6 separate regions of the Mus musculus genome follow, and all the other regions are linked to region 4. Evidence: chromatin contacts called from public promoter capture Hi-C data. All regions are on one chromosome and are shown on one strand. Each heading gives the region's core, a stretch centred on a gene start, on an enhancer-like site or on the middle of the called end of the contact. The rest is flanking DNA. Distances are from core to core; before and after follow the strand shown.

What was found. Promoter capture Hi-C pulls out the DNA fragments that hold promoters and counts their contacts.
Region 1: a contact with region 4 is called in a promoter capture Hi-C map of liver, with 4 times the contacts expected there. The contact joins the promoter of Sgta here to the promoter of Abca7 in region 4. A contact is called at or near these places in 4 of 39 promoter capture datasets (hematopoietic stem and progenitor cells, hippocampal neurons, liver and 1 more) and 1 of 484 Hi-C or Micro-C datasets (B cells).
Region 2: a promoter capture Hi-C map of liver shows a contact between it and region 4, with 4 times the contacts expected there. The contact joins the promoter of Map2k2 here to the promoter of Abca7 in region 4. A contact is called at or near these places in 1 of 39 promoter capture datasets (liver), 1 of 115 datasets of contacts at active chromatin or transcription factors (embryonic forebrain) and 1 of 9 other capture datasets (liver).
Region 3: a promoter capture Hi-C map of pre-B cells shows a contact between it and region 4, with 4 times the contacts expected there. The contact joins the promoter of Gng7 here to the promoter of Abca7 in region 4. A contact is called at or near these places in 4 of 39 promoter capture datasets (hippocampal neurons, liver and pre-B cells).
Region 5: a promoter capture Hi-C map of liver shows a contact between it and region 4, with 4 times the contacts expected there. The contact joins the promoter of Slc39a3 here to the promoter of Abca7 in region 4. A contact is called at or near these places in 4 of 39 promoter capture datasets (cranial neural crest, hippocampal neurons, liver and 1 more).
Region 6: a contact with region 4 is called in a promoter capture Hi-C map of liver, with 7 times the contacts expected there. The contact joins the promoter of Atcay here to the promoter of Abca7 in region 4. A contact is called at or near these places in 2 of 39 promoter capture datasets (embryonic stem cells and liver).

What each region holds. Positions count from the first base shown.
Region 1 is chr10:81,058,520-81,062,723 of GRCm38.p6, reverse strand. Sgta (small glutamine-rich tetratricopeptide repeat (TPR)-containing, alpha) reads left to right here and starts at 2,453. Exons shown (of 12, transcript NM_001358550.1): 1 at 2,453-2,596.
Region 2 is chr10:81,104,266-81,108,921 of GRCm38.p6, reverse strand. It overlaps Map2k2 (mitogen-activated protein kinase kinase 2), which reads right to left and starts at 3,007. Exons shown (of 11, transcript NM_001347144.1): 1 at 2,684-3,007; 2 at 1-174. The coding sequence starts at 2,775. Mir5615-1 (microRNA 5615-1) reads left to right here and starts at 4,249; the gene lies at 4,249-4,308. It overlaps Mir5615-2 (microRNA 5615-2), which reads right to left and starts at 4,306; the gene lies at 4,247-4,306.
Region 3 is chr10:81,012,344-81,016,897 of GRCm38.p6, reverse strand. It overlaps Gng7 (guanine nucleotide binding protein (G protein), gamma 7), which reads left to right and starts at 1,973. Exons shown (of 4, transcript NM_010319.3): 1 at 1,973-2,042.
Region 4 is chr10:79,994,082-79,998,810 of GRCm38.p6, reverse strand. Abca7 (ATP-binding cassette, sub-family A (ABC1), member 7) reads right to left here and starts at 2,317. Exons shown (of 47, transcript NM_001347081.2): 1 at 2,223-2,317; 2 at 1,131-1,203; 3 at 949-1,042; 4 at 656-797; 5 at 455-567; 6 at 287-360; 7 at 1-54. The coding sequence starts at 1,196. Cnn2 (calponin 2) reads right to left here. Exons shown (of 7, transcript NM_007725.2): 7 at 3,411-4,460. The coding sequence ends at 4,197.
Region 5 is chr10:81,035,035-81,039,380 of GRCm38.p6, reverse strand. Slc39a3 (solute carrier family 39 (zinc transporter), member 3) reads left to right here and starts at 2,066. Exons shown (of 4, transcript NM_001358898.2): 1 at 2,066-2,177.
Region 6 is chr10:81,228,064-81,232,678 of GRCm38.p6, reverse strand. Atcay (ataxia, cerebellar, Cayman type) reads left to right here and starts at 1,893. Exons shown (of 13, transcript NM_178662.4): 1 at 1,893-2,187.

The sequences.
Region 1 (4,204 bases), core at 1,204-3,703, 1.1 Mb before region 4:
GATACACAGTCAAAAGCAGAGAGACAAACGCAGTGTCTTTCCCAGCCTGTTTTCCTTCAGCATCTCTTTTCCTGGGGATGGTGCCACCCACAATGGGCGGGGCCTTCTCATGTCACTTATGTTTGGTTTTTTGTTTTTTGTTTTTTGTTTTCCCCTGAGACAGGGTTTCGATGTATAGCCCTGGCTGTCCTGGAACTCACTTTGTAGACCAGGCTGGCCTTGAACTCAGAAGTCCTTGTGCCTCTGCCTCCCAAACGCTGGGATTAAAGGTGTGCCACCAAGCCTGGTGTCACTTATGTTTAATCAAGGTCACCCCCACAAGCAGACCAACTTCATCTAGGCACTTCATGGAGACTCTTGCTAAGCGATTCTCGGTTGTGTCAATTCGATAGTTAAAACTAATCTGATGAGATAAAGATCAGAAATCACAGGTTGTAAGAGGGTTTCATTATGTCAGTACCCTTTCCCTGTAAAGGGAATTTTTGGCAAGATTTCTAGAAAACAGTATGTTTTCACCCTGGAAAGAAGAAAAGTCTTAAAGAGTTGGTAATTGCCCTGGAATTCTCTGATAGAGAATGGCATCAGTTCCTGTGAAGGTGGCAACATCTTCTCTCCTCTCACGTCCCTCACAGCTTTTCTATCCTGACTTATTGCACACCTCACATCCCTAACCAACCCAGGACACTAAGTTTGGTAATTATAACTACGCCATGTCAAAGGTGGGGTGTGTGCAGAGGATTGGCAGGATCACAGCATATCATATCAGCACTTGGACACTGATGCAGGGGGATGGACAGAGTTCTTGCTTTTCTTTTCTGCTTCCAAGACAGGGTTTCTCTGTGTGGCCCTGGCTGTCCTGGAACTCACAGAGATCCTCCTGCCTCTGCCTACTGAGCGCTGGGATTACAGGCCTGTGCCACCATGGCCCACCTGGAATTCCATAAATTTAAGGTCAACCTGAGCTACATAGTAAGACATGGTAAAATGAAAATAGGAGAGATAGTTCAATGGTTAAGAGTACATATTGCAAACTGGGTAGTGCAGTTTTAGCCCAACCTTGCCTACGGTATGAGACCCTGTCTCAAAGAAAATAAAAAAAGTAGAGTACATACAGCTTTTGCAGAGGGCCTGAATTGCACTGCACCCAACTCTAGCCTTGGGGATTCCATGCCCTCTTCTGATTTTTATAGGCACTGTATTCCCATGCAGACACCCACACATAGACATCCACATAATTCAAAAGTAAAGATAAGTTGGTTTTATTTATTTTTATTTATTAATTTTTTTTTTGGTTTTTCGAGACAGGGTTTCTCTGTATAGCCCTGGCTGTCCTGGAACTCACTTTGTAGAGCAGGCTGGCCTGGAACTCAGAAATCTGCCTGCCTCTGGCTCCCGAGTGCTGGGATTAAAGGCGTGCGCTACCACGCCCGACCTGTTTTTATTTTTATTTTTATTTTTTTATTTATTTTTGGTTTTTTGAGACAGGGTTTCTCTGTGTAGCCCTGGCTGTCCTGGAACTCGCTCTGTAGACCAGGCTGGCCTCGAACTCATCCCGAGTGCTGGGATTAAAGGCGTGGGCCACCACGCCCGGCTCCTGTTTTTATTTTTTGAGACAGGTTTTTCTGTGTAGCTTTGGCTATCCTTTGTAGACAAGGCTTGCCTCAAACTCACCGCGATTCCCCCGCCTCTCCAGTGCTGAGATTAAAGGCGAGCACCACCACTGTCTGGCTGCTAATCTTTGTTTTTCTTTTAGGCATCAGAAAGAAGTTGGGGTGTGCAAAAGATAAGTTTGTAAATAGGTTTTAAATATAAAAATAAGTGAAGTAGATTGTTTAGTGGTTAATCACACTTACTGCTTTCACAGAAAGTGGGATATGCCAGTTTCCAAGATGGGCGAAGTGGATGAAGAGTTCCGGGCCAGGCTGGGCTCGTAGTATTGTCATTTTAAAAAAAGGAAAAAGAAAAAAAAAATTACGAAAACAGGGGGCTGGTGAGATGGCTCAGCAGGTAAGAGCACTGACTGCTCTTCCAAAGGTCCTGAGTTCAAATCCCAGCAACCACATGGTGGCTCACAACCATCCACAATGAGATCCGATGCCCTCTTCTGGTGTGTCTGAAGACAGCTACAGTGTACCTACATATAAAAATAAATAAATCTTTAAAAAAAAAAATTACGAAAACAGAACCAAAAACTTCATAGCATCAGTTAGTGGCTTTGATTCAGATTTGTCTTGCTGAAAGCAGCTAGATCACGTGACAGACTCCATACCACGTGGTCTGCCTTGGTGCCTCAGGGGTCCGCCGCCGCCCCACCGTGCTTTAGGCCTGACCCGCTTGGTGACTGTCAGACTAACTTCCGGTTTTCCTGATGCCTCCAGAGGGCAGTTTCCATAACAACCAGCTTGTGACCCCCCTCTTCGCGTGACGTCACTTCTGTTTTAGAGCGAAGGGTGCACTTGAGCGCATGCGCAAAAGGAAACCTACACAGGAAATGGTTTTTTTCTGCGCAGGCGTCTTGGTCCTGAGGGCGGAGCTTGGCTGCGCCGCGGTGCGCAGGCGCAGCCGTCGGTGGGTCGGGTCTTCGGTCGACTGAGAGGTGAGGCTGGGGGCTCCGCCGTGCCCCGTATGGGCGTCGGGGGTCTGTGGGTTTAGCTTCGCTGTGCTCGGGAGCCCCTGGGACAAAGGTGGCTTGTGATCCGGACTTCTGCTCTCTTCGGGGTCACGTGAGCGGGCGGCGCAGAGAGGAAACTGAGGCAGACAGCGTCCCAACCCACCCCCACCCCTCGTCGCTTTTTCTCACGAAAAGGTCAGCGTTTAGGTGTGTGTGGGGCGGATCTCAGTTTTCTCGGGGCCCCTAAGGTCTAAGACCCTCTTACATTGCCATTCCTCACCCTGGTGACCTTGCTTAGCCTGTTGCCTGCCCACAGCCTCAGTTTTCCTCTTCTGTACAATGGACGTTGTCACCATTGTCTGAGCAGTTGTGGGTGCTCCTTCCCATTGGGAGGGTGTGTTTGATTTTGGTGCCAAAGGTAGGTAGTGTGTGGGTTTGAAGGGCAGAGGGCCAGCTGTGCATGCTAGGGCAAATAGCTTGACCTCTCTGAGGAGGAGTTTTCTTAAAACAATGGTAAGGCAGGTGTGCTGACACATGGGCAGAGGCAGGAGTATCGTGGGACTTCCATGCTAGCAAGGACTACATACTTTGTCTCAGAAAACGAAACAACCAAAAGCAAAGACTCGAGCAAATAGTCTAGAACTTTGGTCCACAACCTATAATCCAGTCTTTCAATTGAGAGGGGGAGACAGCTGGATCGCGGGGAGTGAGTTCAGGCCCAGCCTTGGATACCTAACACGGTGGAGGTAGCTGGACCACAACGTGAGACCCTGTCTGAAAATGAAATCGACATAATTAATAGTTTGTTTGTTTTGAGACAAAGTCTTTATCTGTCTCTGGCTGTCCTGGAACTCACTATGTGAGCCAGGCTGGCCTCAGCGCCACCTCTGCCAGGACTGTAGGTGCCACCACCTCATCTGGCATCATAATTAACGTAAAAAGGATGTCAGTCTGGGCCCGTTTAGTTGTAAGCTGGGCTTGCTGGCTGTCATCCCAGCTTGTAGGAGGCTGAATCGGGAGGATGGAAGTGAAGTTCAAGGCTATGTTGGGCTACATGGTGAAATCCTCTTGTCTCAAAAGCCAGGTTGTAGTGGTGTCCGACTTTGATCCCAGCACTCAGGAGGCAGAGGCAGGAGGAGCTCTCAGAGTTCGAGGCCAGCCTCTGGTCTACAGAATGAGTTCCAGGACAGCCAGGTTGCAGAGTGAGACCCTGTCCTGAAAAACCAAAACCAAAAATGAAATGTTAGCAACAACAAAAACAAAGAAAGTCAGTTGAAATTGTTATGTCTCTGTGTCTGTCACCTGGACATTAATTGTCCTAAGGTCCATTAGCAGAGGTCTGTTAGCCTCTGTGGTGGCTGGTGAAGGCACACGTTCCCCACCAGTTGATTGAGATGACTTTCCTGTTTTGTCCCTCTGTGGTCATTTATTTGATCAGTCTTTCCTTTTATTGGTCATTCTCATCCACAGGGACAGTGTATGGGGATGTTTGTGATCGGTGTGACTGAAGGGGCTTCTGATGTGACACTGACACTGGGTGGGGGTCAGGAACATTGCCCACAGAACAGTGCTTCTGTTGGGGAAACAACTCAG
Region 2 (4,656 bases), core at 1,758-4,257, 1.1 Mb before region 4:
GCCTTGGTGACCACTCCGCCATTGCCGGCACCCAGCTCTGAGATCCTCTCAAAGTCGTCGTCCTTGAGCTCACCGACCTTAGCCTTCTGGGTAAGGAAGGCCTCCAGCCGCTTCCTTTGCTGCTCATCCAGGTCCAGCTCTTCCAGCTTCTTCTGGAGGTCCACCAGGTTTGCCCTGCAGCACCCCAGGAGCAGAGGGTGAGCCAAGGACCTGAACTCCACGCCTGCGCTCCAGGATCCCCATCATGTGGGAAATGGACACATTACTAGACTCAGAGGCTGGGTCTCCAGGTATGGAGGAATCATGACAAACTGCCTCAGAGAACCCCCAGTACCCCCAGGCTACATGAAGAGGCAAAGGAGCAGAGGCCAGGTGCACCAAGGCCTAGGCTAAGACCCTGTCTTTATGAGGGCATTTCAAGTAGCTTTGGAGCCAAGAACCAGGCCCAAGAGGGAGGAGATTAAAGTGGCAGCAGCCATGCCTGGGATTTAATTGTATGTGTGATTATGCTAATCAAAGCTGAGGCCACCCACACACTAGGTACACCCATATCCAGTCCCTCACTGGTGGATTCTAGGTAGAGGGGTCTATCCTTTGTGACAGGGTCTAAAAGCTACCCAGACCACCCCTGAATGCACACTGTGACCTAGTGTGGCTTGAATTGATCATCCTTCCTCAGCAGCACCGGCTTGGCTTTTATAACTAAGAAACCTGCCGGGCAGTGGTGGCGCACACCTGTAATTCCAGCACTTGGGAGGCAGAGGCAGGCAGATTTCTGAGTTCGAGGCCAGCCTGGTCTAAAGAGTGAGTTCCAGGACAGCCAGGGCTACACAGAGAAACCCTGTCTCAGAAACAAACAAACAAACAAACAAACCTGTTCCCACCTCCATCTTCATCCAAGGGGAGGGGAGGCCCTCAGAAAAGCCACCCACCTGACCATCTGTCACACCCAGTTCTTGCACACACATCCCATGAGCCTGCTAGCATGAGAATGCACCAGTCGCCCTTACAGGACCCCAGGCTGTACTGTATGTAGCCCTTGAAGCACTCAGCACCTTCTGGCTGCCCCTTTATCTTGTCCTTAGCTGCTGGGAAGCACCTAAGCCCTCCCATGTCTCCCAGTGGGTGTTTTAAGCCATTAGCTTTGGCTAGCAGGATTCAACCTCCAAGACCTAGCACCCCCTTCTCTGACATTTTTCATCATGGGCTTCAGTCTCTTAGGCACTTCACCCAACGCCTCAGGTCCCCCTCATGCCATTACTATAAGTTCCACACTGGAAAGCCTTCTCCCCATTCTTTCCTGGAACACCACACCCCAGGCCATCTTTATGCACTCTGGGGTCCTCAACAGCTGCCTTCAGACTGAGGCACTTCCATCATGCTGATATGCCCACAAAGGGGTGTCTCACCGAGTCTTTCCTGACAGAGGCCTCCCTGGTCTGGTATCACTCAAGGATTCTTAGGCTGTCCTCACCTGGGACACCCCTCTTTTCCCTTCAGGAAGACCAGCCTTCCCCTTCTCCTCCCAAAAAAACCTTATCCCTAACCTTATTTGATCAATCGTCCTTACTTGACCCTTTTTCAGGAAGGCTTTGTACCCAACTGCATCGCTCATCCCACCCCATCATAGTGAGTCTGTTACCCCCACACCCATCTCCAAGGGCACTGTCCACTTTCCACTAGGTCACCATGTACTCCCCAAGCCAGGCTCTCCCCTGCACCTCCCCTTGCTTCTTCCAACAGGTTCCTTCCCTCTGCCCCTGCAAGGCCAGCCTTGCCTCCTCAGACAAGTCATGCCTTCAACTGCTCCACTCACCTGGTACCCAGTCTTAAGCGCTAGGCTAGGCTACCCCGCACGGCCTCTGTTCCTCTAACCATACCACACCTCACACACACACACCCGGAAAGCCTCACTGCTCCCCTGATTCTCCTGGCCACCTTCAGGACGTCTTCTTTCTTGGGTCTCCAATTGCCCTGCCTCTCTTCAGGCCCCTCTCCTTACTCCAAGTCATACCTCTCTCTAGCTCCCCTTTCTTGGTCCCAACACCTGCAGGACCTGCCCCCCTCTTGTACCCACGCCGCCCCCTTTGCCCCCTGTTTCCCCTTCAACAGCAGAGATTTTCCCAAAGCCATTCTCTCAGATCCCTGCACCTTGTCCCCATCCCTACCCTGCCTCAGGCACTGCTACTCTCCAGACCAACTTTTCTAAAGCCAAGTTCCGGCCGAGGCCCCGCCCCTCTACGCTCACAGGACTCAGGGCTCTCCCCTTGGGCCACGCCCCTCTCCCATCTGGCCAACCTGATAAGACCACCAGCCTCACTGCTCTGGCCCCGACCCCAACCAGGCTTTTGTTCTAGTCCTCAAAGGCCACGGCCCTCTAAGCTCACAGGCCACTCACCTTAGACCACGCCCCTTTCCCCGGGCCAAGCTGACACACCACGTGACTCACCCAACTGGCCCTGCCTCCACCCCCCCCCCCACAACCCCCTCCATGCCCGGACCCCCAACCAGGCTTTGTTCCAGCCCTCGAACTCCACGCCCCTCTCACCTCCATCCACACCATTCTCAGGACCAGCCCCTGTCCTCCCGGGCGCTGCTATCCCTTCAGACCACACCCCCACTTGTGGTCACGCCCCCTTCACGCCGAGGCCCGCCCCTGTCCTCACACGCCCCGCCTACTCACTCAGAGGCGCCCTCGCTGGTGGGGGACGGGCCCTCGGCGATGGTAGGGTTGATAGTGAGTGCCGGTAACACCGGCTTCCTCCGGGCCAGCATCGGGGCTCCACGGCCAGCGGCGACGCCTCAGCCGGGGCCCATAGGGGGCGGCGCGACGCGGGCCCGGGGCTGCGGCCTAGGCCGGGCAGAAGGTGGAAGGCGGACGAGCCCGGAGCGCCGGGGCGAGCAGACCGACGCCGAGGCCGAGTGAAGCTGACGCTGCAGCGCAGCCGGGAGGTCGGGGAACAGGGGGCGGCCACAAGCTCGCAGGCCGAGCTCTCGCGAGATCTTTTTCTGCGAGGTCCCGCCCTCAACCGAGGCGCATGCGCGAGGTGGCTCCCCGGCCTACTGTAGAAGGGCAGAGGCGGACGCTGTGTTTAATGTTTGCGGCGGTGCAGTCGTCTGTCTGTACGATCAGCTTCCCGGGGTCGGCTGCGTGTGCGTCTCAAACGCGGGTGGGGTTACACACGGCAGGACCGCGAGGAGACAGACCTGCCAGCATCAGTCGACTCAGACTTGTTTAGTTTCATATATTTTCCTAGATTTGGCCGCTGGGACCGTAGGCCTGAGCTACCTTACCTGCTTCCTGCTTTGCTGCGGCCCCGTGTCCTATAGGCGAGAGCGCTACCCACTGAGCCCTACTTCCTGCTGTTTGTTTTGTTGCTTGTTTGTTTTTGTTTTTATTTTGAGACAGAGCCTCAGTACCCCACCCACACTGTTCTCGAAGTTACTGTGTTGTCCAGGCTTCACCTCCACTCCCTGCAATCCTCCAGTCCCAACCCCTAGTGTTTTACTGTTCTGCAACAATCCCATAGCCCTACAGACCTTTCTCACGGCCCTTCATTGAAGCTCGGGTATGGGTAATACATAAATTCCCTTGGTCCCCATCCCTGACGGTCACCATTTCAGTGTGTGAATCCGAACACTTCTTGTGGTTAGGGTCACTTATGTCTGGCTTGTTTTTCCTTTGCCCTCAAGGTCCATCCACAATGGTTTGGATGGCAGGGCTCTCGTCCTTTTCCTGGCCAAATAGCATTCCATTGTGTAGACATACCACTCAGGGCTGGTTCTTTGTCCAGGGTCACACTCTTGGAATTCAGAGTGTACAGATACATAGTAAAACCCCTGCTCTGGGCTCTTGAGCAGGCACATGGAAATCAGACTTGCAGGGTCTTGCTCTGCAGCCCACGGTGGCCATGAAGTTTGTTCTGAGTGACAGCATCTCACAAGGAAGTTCTCCGCGTTTTTTTACCTCTCAGATGGTAAAGATGAAACCCACCAGGGAGGCAAGCAGGCTTTCACCTGGCTACAGCCTTTATTCAGTTCAATGACTTTGAGAATGTATTTTTTTGTTACAATTTTGTGAGAACAAACCATTTTATTTTTTTAAGGTTTATTTACTTATTTATGTATGAGTACACTGTAGCTGTCTTCAAACACACACTAGAAGAGGTCATCTGATCTCATTACAGATGGTTGCGAGCCACCATGTGGTTGCTGGGAATTAAACTCAACACCTCTGGAAGAGCAGTCCTTGGTTGTTTTCTGAGACAGAAAAGAGTCTCATTTTCTGTCTCAGAAAACAACCAAGGACTGGGGTGTAGCCCAACAAGGGACCACTTTCTGCGGCTGGTAGTGGAACCCAGGTGAGTGTTCTGCCCAGTGGAGCCTGCCCCGCTCAGTTACTGTTTTATAAGTCTGTGGATTGTTCCCAGGCCAGCTGCTAAGGAGAAGCTGGGGAGAGACCTGGTTTACATCTGCCTTCATGCATCATTGCAGACAGAAGTCCGGGCCTCAAAACACCATAAATGTCACCACAGCGGTTTCCCAATCGAAAATCCTTGTCCACCAGCTGCACATGGAGCAGATCTAGGCAGGGGCCTTCCCTCTCTTTCTACTCTGTAGAAAGGATTGAACTCAGGGCCTCAGGCTTGGGTGCAA
Region 3 (4,554 bases), core at 724-3,223, 1.0 Mb before region 4:
AGGTCTGGACCTAGGGGAAGGGGATGTGCCCAGGGCGGGCAGCTCCAGCGCTCCCCCTGGTGGCCTCTGGGCTCAGTGCGGTCTCCTGAATCTACTTAGACTCAATTGCATGCCACAAAAGGGTAATTTTTGTGGATCTTGTTTTGAATTACATTTGGGAAATTTGTGTGTGTGTGTGTGCACGTGTGCATGTACACACGCTCCAGTATGTGTGTGGTAGTCAGAGGACACAATGGTCTAGCCTTACTGGAGATTAGATTCTCTCAGGCTCTCAGGCTTGGAGGCAGATACTTTTCCTGTTGAGCTACAAACCTCTTAGTGTTTGTATTTATTTATTTATTCATTTATTTATTTATTCATTTATTTATTTATTTATTTAAATTTTATGTGCACGGGTGTTTTGCCTGTGTGCATGTCTGTGTGAAGGTGTCAGATCCCCTGAAACTGGAGACAGTTGTGAGCTGCCATGTGAGTGCTAGGAATTGAACCCAGGTCCTCTGGAAGAACAGCTAGTGCTCTTAACCACTGAGCCGACTCTCCAGCATTAGTTAGTTTTTGAAACAGGGTCTCATGTTGCCTACAATGGCTTCAAACTCACCCATGTAGCCCAAACTGAACTCAAACTTGGGGCAGTCCTCCTGCCTCATCTTCTCAAGTGCTGGAAGATAGCCCAACTCTGCATCTACCAGGTGAACCACAAACAGTAGTAGGGTCTGGGGACAGCCTGGATGGGATGTGCCAGGGAAGAACACTGAAGAAAGGTTCTGGGCTTTCTCTGAATATAAAGTGCAGTGTTTGTGTGTGTTTGTGTGTGTGAGCACACGTGCATGTGTGTGCCTGTCTGTGCATGTCTGTGGTGGGGGCATTCATATGTGTGTGCATGTATGTGTGTGGATGTGTGTGTGGATGATAGCCAGGTTCCTTCAGGAATGACAAGAGTCCAGGGAGCCGAGCCAGTAGATTGTCTGTCACAGAATGTCAGTCCACACCAGAATCCTGAGGTCACCCACCCAGGGGCTGCACTGGTCTTTCCCTGGGATGGCTGTTACCTGCAGGGATGTTCCAGATGTCTCTGAGGTCACCAAGAAAACTTGTAGAGAATGCAGACCCATGGGCTGGGGCTTCCAGCATGAGTCCCTGGTGCCACTGCCCCCACTGGAGAGTCAAAGTCATCCTCTCCTGCATGGTGAGTTCAAGGCCAGCCTGGGCGGTTTACTGTGACCCTGTCTTAAAATATATATATATGGCTGAAGTTATAACCCAAGCCAAGTACTGCAAAAGCCAAAAAAAAACCCAAGTAACAGAGAGAATAGAAAAAACCGGAGATGAACATCAGAATACAGAAATGATAAACAAGCAAATAAAAAATCAGTATTTCCTCACTATCCTGGGTCTCTGCTCGGGATTCAAACTCGTTCCTTGAAAACCACAAGGGAGCTTCCTGTCCCTGGCTCCCATGGGGTTTTTTGACTGGACCTTGCTGTTCTGTTAGATCTGGGCTGAGATGGGGAGTTTGATCGGTGTTTTCTTACTGCTAAAATGATGCTCAGCGGAAGATGAATATTATCACAATATGGGATACAAATGTATGCAAACGTCATAATGAAACTCATTATACCATACAATAAATACACACCAATAAAATAAACTCGAAAATCCAAACAAAACAAAGCCTGACTTAGTACATGCCTAACGTTAAGCAGCTTCTCCTCAGAGAGGCCCCTTTGATTGCACCATTGATTGCCAATCTTTAGACGCATAACCCCGCCCTCCAGCTAGTGAATGGCCCGTGGAGACGCCATTCCTGGGTTTGGCCCGCCCACTCGAGCCCGAAGCCCCGCCCTGCCCCCAAGGCTAAGCCTACCAGACTGTCGGCCCTAGGCTCCTCCTCTGGACCAACCTCCGCCACCTTGGCTTCTGATTGGTCCGAATGCTACAGAGGCTCCGCCCTCATCGCGGGAGACCCCGCCCCATGGAAGAGCCCTCTCTAGGCCCCGCGGTGCGTTCGGCTGTGCGGCTGCTGAGACACTGGCTGGAGGCAGGTGAGCTCCGCATGCTGAAGAGACTCGGGGTGTATCGGGGAGGAGTGGGCTGCCTCAGAGAGGACGGGGGCAGCCCAGAGAAGTGGGGTGAAGTCAGACAAGAGTGGGGTGCAGTCAGAGAGAGTTGGGGTGCAGTCAAAGAGGAGTGGGGTGCAATCAGGGAGGAATGGGTGGCAATCAGTTATGGAGGAGTGGGGTGCAGTCAATTAGGGAGGAGTGGGGTACAGTCATACAAGACTGAGTTTGGTGCAGTCAGATACGTATTGGGTAAGGTGACAGGAGTGTGGTGTAGTCAGGGGAGTGGCGTACAGTCAGGAGAAGTGGGGTACAATAAGGGAGGAGTGAAGTGAAGTCAGACAACAGTGGGATACAGACAGAGAAGAATGGAGTTCAGTCATGGAGAAGAGGGGTGCAGTCAGGGAGGAGTGGGGTGCAGTCAAGGAGGAGTGGGGCACTACCTGTTTGCTGTTTGGTTGCACACAGTACCAACACCTTGGAGACAAAGACATAGAGCAGGGGGAAGGTACCTGTGTGTCCCTCTCAGGGACTCAGGGTACATAGGCTTAGATCTTGGGGTGCACAAGGCTCCAGTGTTGACTGACTGTTTCAGAAACTTCCTGTGGGAGTGTTAGGGGCAATAGTGTTAAGGTGTGTGGGCAGCTCTCCACTGCGGGGGTGGGATGGGGTGGGGGTAGGGGCGAGGTGGGAGAGAGGGTGACGGTGGCTGGCTGGGGGACCTCTTGTTATAGCACTGAAACTGTTGCCAGGTGTCAGGGAACCAGGCACCAAGTTCACCGGTTTGCAGCTGCAGACAGGTCTAGTGCTCTCAGTGGCTTTGGGACTCTGCTTTGATCTGTTAGCTGCTGTCCCTCAGTCCTCAGTCCCCCCTACCTCCTCATGAGGGCAGGGCAGCTAGCCCTGGGTAGGCTCCCTGCAGTATCTGCCAGGGAAGATATGTGTTAAGGCCATTCTGGTGCAAGCTGTCACAGAAAGACTATGAGGAACCCCCCTTGACTCCCACCATCCTGGGGTGCAAATGAGAATCTCTACCCCGGTGGTGGCAGGCGTGCTCTCCCAGTCCTTAGGAAACTGAGGCAGAAAAATGGAAAATTTGAGGCTAGCTTAGGCTACATAGTGAGTTCCAGGACAGCCACGACTGCAGAGTGAGACACTGTCTCAAAAACACCACAGTCAGCTTGCAGTTTAGTGTAAGATTGTCTCTGAACTTGGGTGACTCTGCTGTGCAGGGAACACTGGGTAACATCTAGGGACATGTGTAACTTTCTCAAATCAGGGAGGAGGTCCTGGCATGCAGTGTGGAGCCTAAGACTGCACAGTGCCTTGCAGGGCCCATAGTGTCCCACAGACAATGAACAGGCCCAGTGTCCACAGCCCAGAGGTGTGAAAAACTGCCTGAGATCTATGCAGCCAGGTTGGAAGGATGTGGACTGGGATAGAGCCCGGGGTGGAGAACCTGCCTAGAATCCCCCAGTGAGGCACTAGGGTTGGAAGCCATGTCCATCCTCCTGCCTCAGGCTCTACAGTGCTGGGATTACAAGGTATTTGTTAGGATGCTTAGTTCTTCCAGGTGGCTCGTTCTGTTCTGTTTTTAAGACAAGGTCTCCTGTAGCCCAGGCTACCTCCAACTCTCTCCTGATCCTCCAGTCTCTGTCTTGAGTGGCAGGACAGGTATGGGTCACCACACTTGGCCCTGTGAAGGTTGCTCATACTCCGATTTCTATTGCTTTGCTTTTCTTCCTTCCTTCCTTCCTTCCTTCCTTCCTTCCTTCCTTTCTCTCTTTCTTCCTTTCCTTCATTCCTCCTCCTCTCTTCTTCCTCCTTTGAAGACGGGGTCTCATTGTGTAGCCTAGGCTGGCCTGGAACTCCCCCTGCCTCTGCTTCCTGAGTGAGCTTAATGGAGTGACTTTCACACTCAGTTCTGTGTGACTTTGAAATTGTGAGTGATTGAGCCTGCATCGCCCGCACCCACAGTTTGTTTCGTGAAGGATCTTGGGGGTCCCCTAGTGAGTCCAGTGTGCCCAGGCGAAGAACACTCAGTGGGGCGGCTAATCTTTGTCTCCACAGCACAGACTTGTTTTTTGCTCTGGCACACCAAGTAGTAACAGGAAAACTGCCCCCGCCCGCCAAGGTGTTGTCGCAGGTTTTTAATTTGTGTCTAGAAATAGTGACTGGAATGATGCTCACTGGGTTGGGGACCTGTCCCAGCATGCACCAGGCCCCCGGTGCTGTCCCCAGGACCTCAAGAATATATCATAATCTCAGGAGCAGGTGGATCTCTGTGAGTTTGAGGCCAGCTTGGGCTGCACAGTGAGACCCTGTCACTGTGGGGATTGGTGGAGACCTTGGAACTTTCTAGAAAGAACAGCTACCACAGCCACTGTGGTTGACACAGGCTGAAAGTCCAGACTCTTTTGTTTCCTCTCTGGCTGGTGTGACTATATGACAGCGGCCTGGTAGGTCACCGCTTACTTGCCTTTCTTCCGTGGAAGAT
Region 4 (4,729 bases), core at 1,068-3,567:
TGAGAACTTTCTCATAGAATCCTGGGCTTGACCCAGCACAGGATCCAGGGATGCCTGTGAAGCAACGATGGGTGAGACCTGGGTGGACTGCTCAGTAGTCCCCTGGCCATAAATGACCTTGGACCCATGATCCTCCCACAGAGCCAGAATGGAGGTGAGCACTCCCCCCACTGATCCCCACCGAGCTCCTATCACCCCGCTTTACAAATGAGGAATGGAGGAGTTGAAAGGGGCAAGGGCTCATCCCAGGCGGCCACGGGAGTTCCTCGCGCCAGCCCCCCCTCACCCTTTGCAGGATCTTCTCCAGAAGCTTAGTCACTGACCCTTGACTGGTCGGCTGGTCACTCTCCTGTGGTCGTGCTGAGGGGAGGGGATGCCAACAGGCAGCCAAGCTCAGCCTGCAGCTCAGCCTCCTCCCCAACCCCCTGCCCGATTTACAGCCCCAGGTCTCTACCTCCACCTCCAACTGCCCTGAGCACGGGGATCAGTTTCCCCAGGGCATCCAGCATGTCCTGGATGCTGTGGCCCCCGAGCACTGTGCGGGTATCAGCGAGGAGCCTCGAGATCCTGGGGAGCAGAGAGGGAGTGGGAGGCGGGGCCTCAAGAGTCCAGGACCCCATTCACCAGCCAGCCCCCACCTGCCAAGTTCACTCACAAGGAATCCTTAAAGTTACTCAGGACCCCAGGCTTCTCGCCAGGCGTTGGGTGCTGGAAGCAGGAGTTGTTTACGTTGCAGACAAGGCCCTGCAGCCAGGGCACCGTGCCCGCCGATGGTAATGGCTTGTTTGGAAAGTGGCCTGGAGCGGGGAGACATCTGCTCATAGTCGCCCTCACTTCTATTATCAGCTCATTAAATGATATGGCCACCCGCCACACCCAGCTCAGACCCCAGCGCCAAGCAGGGCGGGAGAGGCTTGTCACTGTCCCACCACACACACAGCGGCTCACATTCGTGATGCTCCAGAGGGGGGTGGGAGTGACGGACAGCCACTAGGATGAAGAAGAGGAAGAGGGGCCAAAGCAACTCCACTAGTAGTTGGATCTGGGGAGAGAATGGGTAGGAGACTTTGGGGGGCCGTGATGGACACCTGCCATCGCCCCCCCCCCGACCTGCAAACCCCGGGCGTTACCGGTTGTCTCCGTCGATAGGTGTAATTTTTCCACAGCAGAAGCATCAGCTGTGTGCCTAAGGCCATGATGACTCTGGACCGGAAACAGCGGAGAGGACAGGACAAAGAAAAGGCTGAGAGTGAGCTGTGTGGCTCCAGACAAATGTCTGCGGGTCTCTGATCCTCATCCTTCCGAACATCGGGCTGAGCCTCAATAAATCTCCCGCAAAGAGCCCGGCAAACAAGGCACCATAGAAAGAAATTCACTAGGGAAGTGACCAATGGGAACCCGGCGCGCAGCCGTCCTCGTAGCTGATTGGCTGGAAGGGCTATCGATGAAGGCTGGGGTCTGGAAGACCCTGTTTGCATTCTTAGGGGGCGGAGCTTGGGTTTAAAGCTTGGGGCTTGGGGCTCGGGGCTCCACGGTCAGCCTCATACCAGACCGGGGTCTCGGTTCCGTTCGCCCCAGGTGGCCCCCGGTGAGACCCGGAGTCTGTGTCATTTGCAGCTGGCCTTCTATTTTTTAAGAGATGGGAACTGAGGCTCAAAAAGGGGCAAAGTCACGCTCCCAAGGAAACCAGAGAAGAAGGAGGGCCCGCCCTCCGGAGTCAAAAGGAGGGTACAGAAGACCGCCGGCTAGGAGGAGTCAGGGACAGGCTCCTTGAGCACGCCATTCCTGATTTCGTTATTTTATTTCCCCCCGGAACTGTATGCCTGTGGCCTGCTTCATGATACCGATAGGGAAACTGAGGCTGACAGAGAGGGAAATTGCCAAAGTTTAACCATCTACATGGAAATTGGCGGCTTCCACTCGGGGACTTTTTTCTTTCATAAAGTGAAATTTGAGATCTGGGGGGTGGGGGGTGACAGGCCTCATTTGGAAAGTGGGACACTGGAGGTGTAGGTTGGCAGAGGTCCCTCGAGGTGACCAGATGACCGCTGTGAGGATCGGTGGTCCATTTTTCCCACACTCCCCGGAAGGATAAGGAAGGGCAAGGGAGAGTAGGCACCTGGAACCCCAAATTATCAGGGAACGTGGCTCAGCCCACCCTCACCCCACAGCATCCCCAGATCTCCAGGCTCCACCTTCCACCCTCTCGGGGATTTTCTCACCGTTCTGAGGCCCCCAAACTCCATCCACTTTCGCTCCTCTCGGCCTCGGCGGGGGAGCGCGGCCCCTTTAAGTGGAGCCCCGCTCAATTGCGGACGACGCCCTTCGCAACCCGGTGCCCTAAGGAGCACCCAGCCCCGCCCCCTAACGCTACTATTGGATATTGCACCTGCTACTCAGGCGACTTTGCCATTGGAGGAGGCGGGACCACAGCCCGCCTCTCCGAGCCGGGTTTCTTAAAGGGACAACAGGATTCCTGCTGCATCAGTTTGGCTTCACTGGGACACGACAAAGAGGGGGACAACGGGTCACCTGTGAGTTCACATCTTGAAATGGCAGCTCCCCACAGCAAGACATTCCTGTCTCCTCTCCCCAAGGACTCCTTTTTAAAAATACTTTTTAATTTTGAGAGTGGCTCACACTGCTGTGGTAGGCCTGGAAATCACTGCTTAGACCAGGCTGGTCTCACAGAGATCCGCCTGCCTCTGCCTCCTGAGTGCTGGGATTAAAGGCGTGTGCCACCACAAGTAACCTTTGTTTTTAAATTTAATTAATTTGCTTATTAGGGTAGGACACATGCATGCATGGCATATCTGTGGAGGTCAGAGGACCATTTCCTGGAGTCTATTCTTGCCTACCATGATGTGGGACCTCAGGCAAAGACCAAGTTTAGGTCGGAAGGTTTGCACAAGGTCTTTGTATCCTGTGCCATCTCCTGCCACCAGCCAGAATTGTACCACAGCCTCTGTGAGCTCATCTCCAAAGTAGAGCTTCAAGGACCTGCACATTCATTTTAGCAACATCCTCTGGTCTAGACAATTTCAGAATCAGGTGGCAGCCCAATATCCTAAGATTAGAATCAATAGTTGCCTGGATTGTAGGCAAGATTCTCAGATGTCTCCTACTCTGGAAAAAAAAAACTGGTTTATTTCACAAAGCATAGAGGGAGATGGGTGTAGATCACCCTGGCAAGCGTGAGTTAGGGGGCCTTAGAAGTTGGGGTTTTGCAGATGCATAGGAGTTCGAAGGAAGCTGGTGAGGGAGACTCAGCCTCTTTCTCCACCCTAGCCCCGATCTATCTCACATCATTCATTCAACTGTGTCTGTTTCTCGCCTTCTCCCTAACTTTTGTGCAGGGCTTGCACCTTGCTTCTAGACAGCGCCCCCTCCATCACGGCCAAACTCAGGAATGTACTTTACTCTTAGAAACAGAGGTTTTTATTGTTTTTGTTTTTGTTTTGTTTTTGTTTTTTTTTTTGTTTTTTTGGTCCACACAGGGAATTTCACATTTTCTGGCAGTGCAGGGGCCCGTGTGGGTCATGTGTGGCCCCTTCCGAGGCCCAGACTCTAGCACACCTAATCAGGGCCTGCACAGGGGCAGGGAAGCCTTCAAACACCAGAGGAGTGAGGGAGGGCTGCAGGCGTTGGGGTCACATCTGGCTTGCCTCAGTTTCCCCACGGGGCACAGGAGGGTGAAGTCTGAGAGTCGTGGGAAAGCAAACTTAGTCCCTCAGAATGCCTGCAGTATTTTAAAGCCTAGTGTACTCCAATACTTTTGAGGCAAAACCCCCACAAAACCCCTTGTTTTCTTTCATTGAAACTGCCTGTAATTTCCCCGGGTTCACAAACCACAAACTGATGTGAAAGAGATGAAGAAACAGGAAGCCCATTGGGGCCAGCCTCTCCCACAGCCCACTGGGAAACGCACAGCCTCACTGTCCCACCAAGGACACCCATGTCCCCTGTCTGGTGGGTCAATCCTGGGAAGGAAGCGAGGCATGGTGGGTGAGGAAGGAGCATAGATAGCACAGATCTGTCATCCCAGCCCTTAGGAAGCTGAGGCAGGAGGATTGCAGTGAGTTCCAGGCCAGAGAGAGATACAAAGAGATGACCAGTTTCCAAACACAAAACACAATGAAAACCCCAAAGCCCACACAGGGCTGCTGATGCAGTGGGGGAGCTGGCATGCTGGGTGCTCAGTAGCCAGCTTCCTCCTGGCAGTAGGCCAGGTACTCTGGGGCCTCGCCTTGGCCGTCACCCGCAGGAGCCCCGTCAGCTGCAGAGCCCTGTGGGCAATACTTGGGATCGTAGATCTGCCGCCCCAGTCCGAAGACCTGACCGCTCTGGTTGGCGCCCTGCGTGTAGCCCATCTGCAGGGACATGGAAGAGTTGTCGCACTTGTCGGTGCCCAGCTTGGTGTCATAGATGTGCCTCCGGGTCCCTGGAGCTGTCATGCCCACCTGGAGACAGGGGAGAAGGTAAGTGGGGCTCAGAAGAAGAGCAGCTAATCCCCTCAGTGTACTCCCTGTAACTCTCTACAGGGCTTCCAAAGCTTAGACTAAACCCTTTTGTTTCTTTAAGGCTTGATCTTGGACTAGAGAGATGGCTCCGTGGTTAAGAGCACTGACTGCTCTTCCAGAGGTCCTGAGTTCAATTCCCAGCAACCACATGGTGGCTGACAACCATCTGTAATGGGATCTGATGCCCTCTTCTGGTGTGCCTAAAGACA
Region 5 (4,346 bases), core at 817-3,316, 1.0 Mb before region 4:
CCTCAATTTTCCAAGTGCTAGGATATGTTTATTTTAGACCTGTTAAAAAAGATAAGTTGGTTGTGTTATCCCAGGACTTGAGAGGCAGAAGCAGGCAGATCTCTGAATTTGAGGCCAGCCTGGTCTATAAAGCAAGTTCTATGACAGCCAGGGCTACACAGATAAATCCTGTCTGAATAAAACAAAACTAATGAACAAACAAAAAATTTAATTAGTTTAGGATATTTGATATAGTGACTTGATGAACTCAGCCATAATTCATATGATGCTGTCAGCCATGTTTGCTTCAAATCTTTGAGTGAATATATATTAGTTTCTATTGACTAGATACACAGAGCTGTGGCTGCGCCATAGGATGAGTATACACTGGACGCCCATCTGTACTGTCTGTTAGCCAGGAAGGAGAAAGTCCCCAGGCGTCACTGTTCTTCACACAATGGCTTCAAATCTGCTGGTTTAGAAATGACCTTTGCTGGGCTTGGTGGTGCACATCTTTAATCCCAGCACTTGGGAGGCAGAGGCAGGCGGATTAATGAGTTGGAGGCCAGCCTGGTCTCCAGAGTGAGTTCCAGGACAGCCAAGGCTGTCCTGAGAACCCTGTCTTGAAAAACAAAACAAAACAAAAGAAATGACTTTTATCTGGAAACACCCCAACTCTCCAACAAAATTCAAGCAGATCTATAGTTAGTTAATCCAAACAATAGAATACTATTTAACAATTAGAAAGGAGGACTGAACACAGCTCATCAGTTAAGAAGACTGACTGGCTGCTCTCACAGAGAATGCAGGTTTGTTTCACACATTGTAGCTCAGGACCACCTGTGACTCTGACCCAAGGTCATGCAACACTTTCCTCTGACCTCTTTGGGCACCAGAGACACACATGGCACTTAGACATGCAGGCAAAGCATTCATACACATAAAATCAAACCAAATAAATCTTTAAAAAAATAAGTTATTTACTTATTTAGATGGACAATGGTGGCGCATATTTTTTATTCTGAGCACTCTGGGAGGCAGAGGCAGGCATATCTCTGAGTTTGAGGCTAGCCTGGTCTACAGAGTGACTTCTAGGTCAGCCAGAAACCCTGTCTCAAAAACCAAATAAATAAGTGAAAATACGAGAAGCTCATGTCACATACATCAGGGTAGGCTCATGTGTTAGTGTGCTGTGCATGGCTCTTTTGATACAGTGTCTCATTCTGTAGGCCAGTCTTGGAAGACAGAGTACATGGATCTTCTGCCTCAGCCTCCAGAGTGTGCTGGGATGACAGACATACATCACCATGTGTAAAACTATAGTGTTCTGTAAAGCTTTGATCTGCAGTGAATGAAGCGTCTTTGTCATCTTTGTTGTCTAGCACAGTAAAAGCACGGTTTACACAGCATACATATTGTGTGAGGTGCTCTAGATATAGCAGGAGGCCAGGTATGGTGACTCACACCTACAATCCAAGCGCTCGGGAAGCTGATGCAGGAGGATTCTGAGCTTTCTGCATGCCACCCAGCCTGGGCTGCTCAGCAAGACCGTAGCTCAAACAAATGAATGTAAAAATAAGGCATACTGTGTAGTATCTGTAGGCTCTACTCAGGTGCCATGTCACTTCAGGAGACATTTCCTAGGCTGCAGGTATGGGTAGAATGATTACATTGTTAGTAACTGTAGTGATTGAGGGGCACAGTAGACCTCTTGAGCTTGAATTTATTCTGGCTATCAATAGATATTTGGTGGACGCCTGTATCTTCTTAAGCCGCGAGGAAAGACTTCAAGAATGTTCCATTCGCTGTAGGAAATCGCTTCCTGCCAAGCCTCCAGCCACACTCATTCAGTACCACGCGACCCTGGACAGCTCCGGGATGGAGGCCCTACTTCCGGAACTATGTTGCCAAGTAGTGTTTTCTATCGGAATCATTTGGTAGCTGCACTCATGTTTAGAAAGGAGAAAACTGCTTTCCGGAGCCAGTAGGCGTTGCAGAAGGATTGGCAGCAGCATCGACCAATGGACTATGAGTTCTGTCGAGTGGCACTGACAGTGTCCAATAGACGCTGATGTGGGCGGGGCGTAGGTAGCAGCTCGCAGCCCCGGGGGTCTCGGCTGGTCCGCTGCGGCGGGGTCCGGACCGCGGGGCAGTTGGCGGCAGGTGGCACTGGCTGGAGGCCTGAGGAGCTGTCAGAGGTACAAGAGGGGTCAGGGCGTGGCCTGGGCGTGGCGGGCTTGGGGCAGGGCGGAGCCGAGGGCCCTGGCCGACCGTGCCTGCCTGTTCACAGAGTCTTTGCTTCAGTGTGAGGCTGAGTGGAGCACACAGTAGGCGCACAATAAGTGATTAAGGAAAGACTGAGCTTGTCGCCCGCCAGCCCTGCCCCGACTGGCCCGATTTTGAGAGCACCCGAGGTATCCCTACCTGACCCTGTCTTCTAGCATCAATTGGGCGCCTGTTGTATGCACTTTGCCTTGTGTTCACAGCAGTGGAGGGAAGGACTTTAAGGGAGTTATTTTTGTTGTTAATTTTTTAAAAAATTATAGTAATTATGTCCTTTATAATATTCCTCTAGAATATTTTAATTTTAAAGTTTAACTTAATTTTAACCTTATTTATTTCATCCTAATTTTCTTTCGTATTTTATTTTCATTTTTTTTTTTGTTTTTGTTTTTGTTTTTGTTTTTTTTGTTTTTTGAGACAGGGTTTCTCTGTATAGCCCTGGCTGTCCTGGAACTCACTTTGTAGACCAGGCTGGCCTCGAACTCAGAAATCCGCCTGCCTCTGCCTCCCAAGTGCTGGGATTAAAGGCGTGCGCCACCACTGCCCGGCCTATTTTCATTTTTAAAATTTACTTTCCTTCTTTTTTTTTTCGACAAAATTTACTTTTCAAATTTATTTTATGTGTCTGTGTTTATGCACATGTGTGCAGTGCCCAAAGCGGCCAGAAGAGGGGAATAGATAGATCTTTCTAGGCTAGAATGGAACCTTGGTCATCTGCAAAAACAGCCAGTGCTCTCAACTGCTGAGAGTGTCTCTGCTGCTACTATCTTATCTTATTATTTCATTTCTTTATTTATATTTCTTTCCAAGTCAGGGTTTCTCTTTGTAAACCTGGCTGTCCTGGAACTCACTTTGTAGACCAGGCTGGCCTCGAACTCAGTAATCTGCCTGCCTCTGCCTCCCAAGTGCTGGGACTAAAGGCGTGCGCCACCACTGCCCGGCTGTATTTTCTTTTTAAATTTTGTTGTATTACTTTATTCTGAAGTAGGGTCTTCCTCACTGTCCAGGCTGGTCTCAAATGTGTAGCCGTTGTCCCGCCTCACCCTCCTGTGTACTAAGATGATAGTCACATCCCTTCAGACCGTGTATGTGCACACGTGAGGAGCCTAAACTTCCATATCAGTGTCTTCCTTGATCGCTCCCATAATTTAACATTTTACATATATGTGTGTTTTGCTTCTTTTCATGGCTGTGCACCTGTTGGGAACAAAATAAAGGGGGACCCTGGGGGCCCTGGGGAAAAGTGGGGGAGGAAAAGGGGTCTAACGTCCTGCTAGGGTTCCTGTGCTCTGGGCAGGCAGATGCAGGCAGAGCTGCCGGACGCTTTTCCACAGGGCCCAGGGTGAGCATGCCTGACTCATTTAAGAGCTTTATTATAGAAATGCAGGGGAGAGAGAGAGAGAAAGGGAGAGAGAGAGAGAGAGAGAGAGGGAGAGAGAGAGAGAGAGAGAGCGAGAAAGGGAGAGGGAGAGGGAGAGAGAGAGAGATTTATGGTCTTCCCTGTTGCTAGGTAACTGGGGAGGAGTTTAGCCTGAAGGTCAGAAGCTTGGGCCATTGCTTACATGACTACTGACCATGCTTCTCTTGAGGGGGCTGTGGGAGGTGGTACCTTAGTCAGGGGCCGGAGTTCCAGGAGCATGAGGGAACACCTACCGTGTCATTTAGGTGAATTATAACCATCGGGGTTCAGACCTCAGTTTGACTGGAGACCAGCCTTCAGTTCCCCACATGTACCCCTTATGTGCCTGGTGCCTGCAGAGACCAGGAGGGGCATTGGGTCCCCAGGAGCTGGATCTACAGGTGGGTTGTGGTCCACCATGTGGGTGCTGGGAACCAAATCCAGGTCCTCTGGAAAGGCACCCAGTACTTTCAGCATTGAGAGCCTAGAGCTGTTGACTGGGCCAGAGTGGCTGGACAGCATGTCCCTGTGGTCCCCTTTCTCCACCTCCAAAGTTCCAGGACAACCCAGATATATACAGTCCCTTTGGTGCAGTAGAAGGGACAGGGCTAGGGCAGGGACAGGATGCCGCTGACTGCAGAGGGTGAGCCGGGGTGTGTTCAGCAGCACGAGGGAAGCAGCTTCA
Region 6 (4,615 bases), core at 644-3,143, 1.2 Mb before region 4:
CAGTTTCTCTTGAGTTACATGTGATCTTTTCCCCTATTATTTATTGCAAGCCCTGTGCCCTTGACTTTTGCCTCTGAGAGTCCAACTTCTGACGTGTTCTAGAAAGGTGCAAACTGATTTATCAGTGCTAAAGGAAACACACAAAATGGAGTAATAGCCCAGAAAATGCAAGGAAACCCAGACACCTATTCCAACATGGATGGATGGCCCTTGAGGACAGCATGTCAGCATGAGTCAGACACAAAAGGACACTCGGACCAGGATCTCACTTCCAGGAGGTTCCTGGAGTCCTCAGACTGACAGACACAGGAAGTAAGATATAAGAAGTAGGGAGGTGATGGGCATAGTGTGGGTAGATGGAAGGTTCTGAAAGTGGGTGGGAGTTATGGCCGCACCGACAGGTGAATGAGCCTCGTGCTCAGTGAGACAGTAGGCACGCATTTCCATGGTGGGAAATGCCTAGAACAAACCTGTTGTCAGGAAGAGAGAGCCTATGTGACCTATACTCACATGTACACTCGTATGAACGTAGGAGATCCGAGAGTACTGACAGTACAGGCAAAGGCCTTGTGGCAGGAAGGAACTTGATGTGCTCACAGGATGTGCAGAAAGAACCTTGGAGATCCACTACTATGTGGGGTCTTATATTAGTTACCAGGAAAGATAAGAAACTGAATGGAGGGGGGTTAAACCCCAAACATTTATTCTCTCACACTTTCAGGGACCAAAGTCTGGGCGATTAGTTCTTTATGGACACTGGGGACATCCTTCTCTGCTCTCTTTTACTTCTGGTAACGTCTGGAAATCAACTGCAGTTCTCAGCTGCTAAATCAAATTGTAGCTTAGTCTCCATTTTCCCCAGGACCCTTGCTTGCCATACTAGGCAGAGCTCTACCCCTGACCACTGGCTGAATTCTACATAGGACATCACCTCTGACCACGCCCCCACCCCTCTTTAAATGTTTGTGTGTGTGTGTGTGTGTGTGTGTGCATGTGCCAGTGCATGTGTCAGTGCACATGCAGAGGGCAGACGTTGACATCAATGGCCCTCCGATTGCTTTTCAGTTAGCCCCAGCCTCCTCCCGCGCTTGCTTCGGGCTGAAACTGCCAGTGCACACCAGCTTCTCTGCCTACCCCCCTCCTCCCTGACAGCTCCACGCACACCTGCTGAACCATCCAGCATGACCCCTCTTCTCACTTCTGAGATGGGGGCTCACCAAGTTGTCCAGGCTGACCTTAGTCCAACCTGGATTTGAACTTGCAACGCGCCTCCCCACCCCCCACCCCCCGGTCTCAGCGCTTCCAGTACTTGAGACCAGGATACAAACTGTCTTTCCATCCCATCCAACTGCAGATGCTGAGCTGCATGCGAGCTGTCCATTTTTCCATCAGCTTCTAGATTTCCTCTGGGCAACTGCAGGGGCGCTGTTCCCACGGTAGCGCAGACCCAATACATCTAAAACAATCAGCCAGGTTCGCTGCATCCCAACATTCTGCCTTGTCCTGGGTGAATGAGGGACCCTTTGACTCACCCTGAAAGGGGGATCTGGAAGCCTCCATTTCTTTGCCCTCAAAGATGGTTTCAAGGGCGTCTCTTCCCCCGTACCAAAGAATCCTGCAGGCTCCCCGCCCCCATCCTGTAAGAGTTAGGCCACGGCTGCTTGTCCGTTTATTTATTTTCTCTTATGGTTTTGCATAAGTAAGATGCACCATCTCAGAGACTTTTTTTTTTTTTTTTTTTTTTTTTTTTGCACCTGCTCTGGGCATGGCTGGGAGAAATGCTTTCGCCTCAGCCAATGGGGAGAGGAGGATGCAGGCAGGGATGCTAGAACTGTCTATCAGGCCTGGGCCCGCCCCCTGCACACAAAAGCAGCTTCCTCCACTATCTGAGGGAAAGACAGAGCCTCAGCCATCAGAAAGGGAAAAGCCAGAGCCGCGGCAGGCCTGGGCTGCGATGGCAGGGGAAACAGTGACTAAAGGGGGACAGGGGTGCTGCTACTAACCCACGGCGCCGCCTTCTACAGTTGGGCCGGACAGGTGTGCTGTGGCCACGTCGCCCTGGGTGACCTTCCTCAGATGTGGACTTGGCCCTGAGCATCCTTCCACCAGGCCCCTCGCCTGGGTACCATCGAGAAATGCCCGCCTTTGTGTCCAAGTGACAGCGCAGAGGCAGCTTCCGCTACCGAGGTGAGTGGGCCTTTTGCAAACTGGAAATTTAAATTGTCATTTGTCCCTTGCTTCTAGCCCAGCTATGGAAAGGTTTATTGGGGAAATGCTGGCGGCACCCCAGCGCGGATGCTGCGCCAGCCAGGAGGGTCGGGGGTGGGGTGAGGGGAATGCAGAACCCAAGGATTAGAGCCCCAGTTCTCGGTGGAGCATCCTGGGGGCGGTAAACCTCCCATCCGGTGTCGAGTGTTTTCTATTTATAACCCTGACTGCGGGCTCGGAGAAATCAGCATTGCATATACATTAAAAAGGGTGGGTATTTTAGCAGCGTGGCCACCGGCATAGACCTATACTGTTTATCCTGGATTTGGGGGGGTTCCTGGTCTCTCGCTGTCACTTGGCATTCATGGACACCCACCACACCCAGGACTTGGAAGTATGTAGATAAGGGGGTCCTTTCCTGGTCACGGTGCTCATGGGGTACCCGTGTCACCTCCCTGCACAGACACAATAGATTTGGTTCAGTGCTTGGGGAGGCTGGCTGCTCACCCCATGTTGGGGACACACTGGGGGACAGATTTTTTTCTCCTCTGCTGTGTCTCGGTCTTCTTCATGAATGGGTGATGACATTCAAGTGGGCCCCGCCTCCTCTGGGCTCCGAATCTCCCAGGCACATCTCAGCTGATGGCCATCATCTACTGGCTGCTGGAGACACACCCCAGCCACCAGCCCTATACCACACTGATCGCTGGGCAGGGCAGTGGCCCTTGTCATCAGATCAGGGAGCTGAGTAGGGGTGACATGGTGGTAAACCCTAACATCCCGGGTCTGGACCCTGGAATTCTGTTGTAAATATGGAAATAAGAAGAAAAACATGATGTAGCAGACATGACCCTGTTGGTGGCAGGGTTTGGTTTGGGGGCGTCCCTAGTTGTGTGTGTGGGGGGGGGTTGCCCTCCCAACACTGGCTGCCAACATGAAGTGCTTCCATCTGACAGTCTGAGGGATCTCCATGGCACCAGAGCACCACTCTGCCCCGATACCTTGCCGGCGAGGGAGGAAGAAGAACCAGCCCAGTTGTAACTACCGTTCACAAACCAGAAAGAGCTGCAAGGGCTCACCTCACAAAAGGACTTGGTCGGCAGCACTCTGGTGGCTTCTGGGAGCACAGAGCTAAGCCTAGAGACACCTGTTGGCCTGAGTTTGCTGCTTGGGACCCACATGGTAGAAGGAGAGACCCAGGACCTCCACTTTGTCCTCTGACCTCCCTGAAATAGCCAAAGAAGTACCAACACCCTACACAATGACAAGATAGATAACTAATTGTAAAAGTGACCAAACTGGCAATGGTGGTGTACACCTTTAATCCTGGCACTTGGGCTGAGGTAGGACCACATAGTGAGATTCAGGAAAACTAGGGCTATACACACACACACACCTACAAAAATAATCACAGCTGGGGCTGGAGGGGAGGTGGCTCAGTAGTTAGAGCTCTGGCTGCTCTTGCAGAAGACCTGGGTTCAATTCCCAGCATCCACACAGCAGCTCATAACCACCTGTAACTCCAGGTCCAGGAGATCCAACCCTTTCTTTTTTGTCCTCCAAGGGTACAAGGCATGCACAGAGTGCAGACATCTGTACAGGCAAAACACATACATGCAACATAAGTCTGAGACAAAAAAAAAGGAATCCCACCCCTAGGGAAGCAGAAACTGGAGGGTCCCAGGACTCAGGTGCAGAGAGCTTCTGCCTCAAAAATGTATGGCAGAGAGTGACAAATACACTGGTGTTGACCTGTGACCTCCATCTAAATGTGCACATTATGCATACACACGAACAATTGACTTTTTTGGAGCATGGGAATGAGAGGTGATAGGCTCAGGGGACATCCCCAAAAGCCATGATGTATTCAACCTACTAACAGATAGAAACTGAGGCACTGACAGAAGAAATGAGGAGGTCAGGACCTAACCTGGCACTTAGTGCTCTCTTCCACTATGTATGTCCTGGTTGCTGGTCTTTGCTTCTTTGTGGGTTCTTCTCCCCCACCTCTTATCCCTCTAGCACTAGACAGAAGAGAAACAAGGTTACAGGAGAGAGGAATTAGGGAAATCCTTGAATTTCATTTCTTTCCCTTTGTTTCTTGACCCCAGCTACTAACAAACCAGAGCTCACCCACCCCATCTCCAAGCAATTATATAGCCTCTGAAACGTTCCCAGAATTCCAAATGTCACACCGTCTCAGAGACTATCTGCAGCTGGCAAAAATCACACCTCTGCTAGAGCAGGAGGCAAATCATTGTCAGCTGCTGTGGACAGTCCAAAGCAGCCCCACATCCCACACCTGGGATTAAAATGGAACCACATCCTTATAGTATTTCTGTTTCTCAAAGAACTGAAATCCCAGAGCATTCAGTACATCCCCGCTTCTCTTTTAAGGCATTAACTG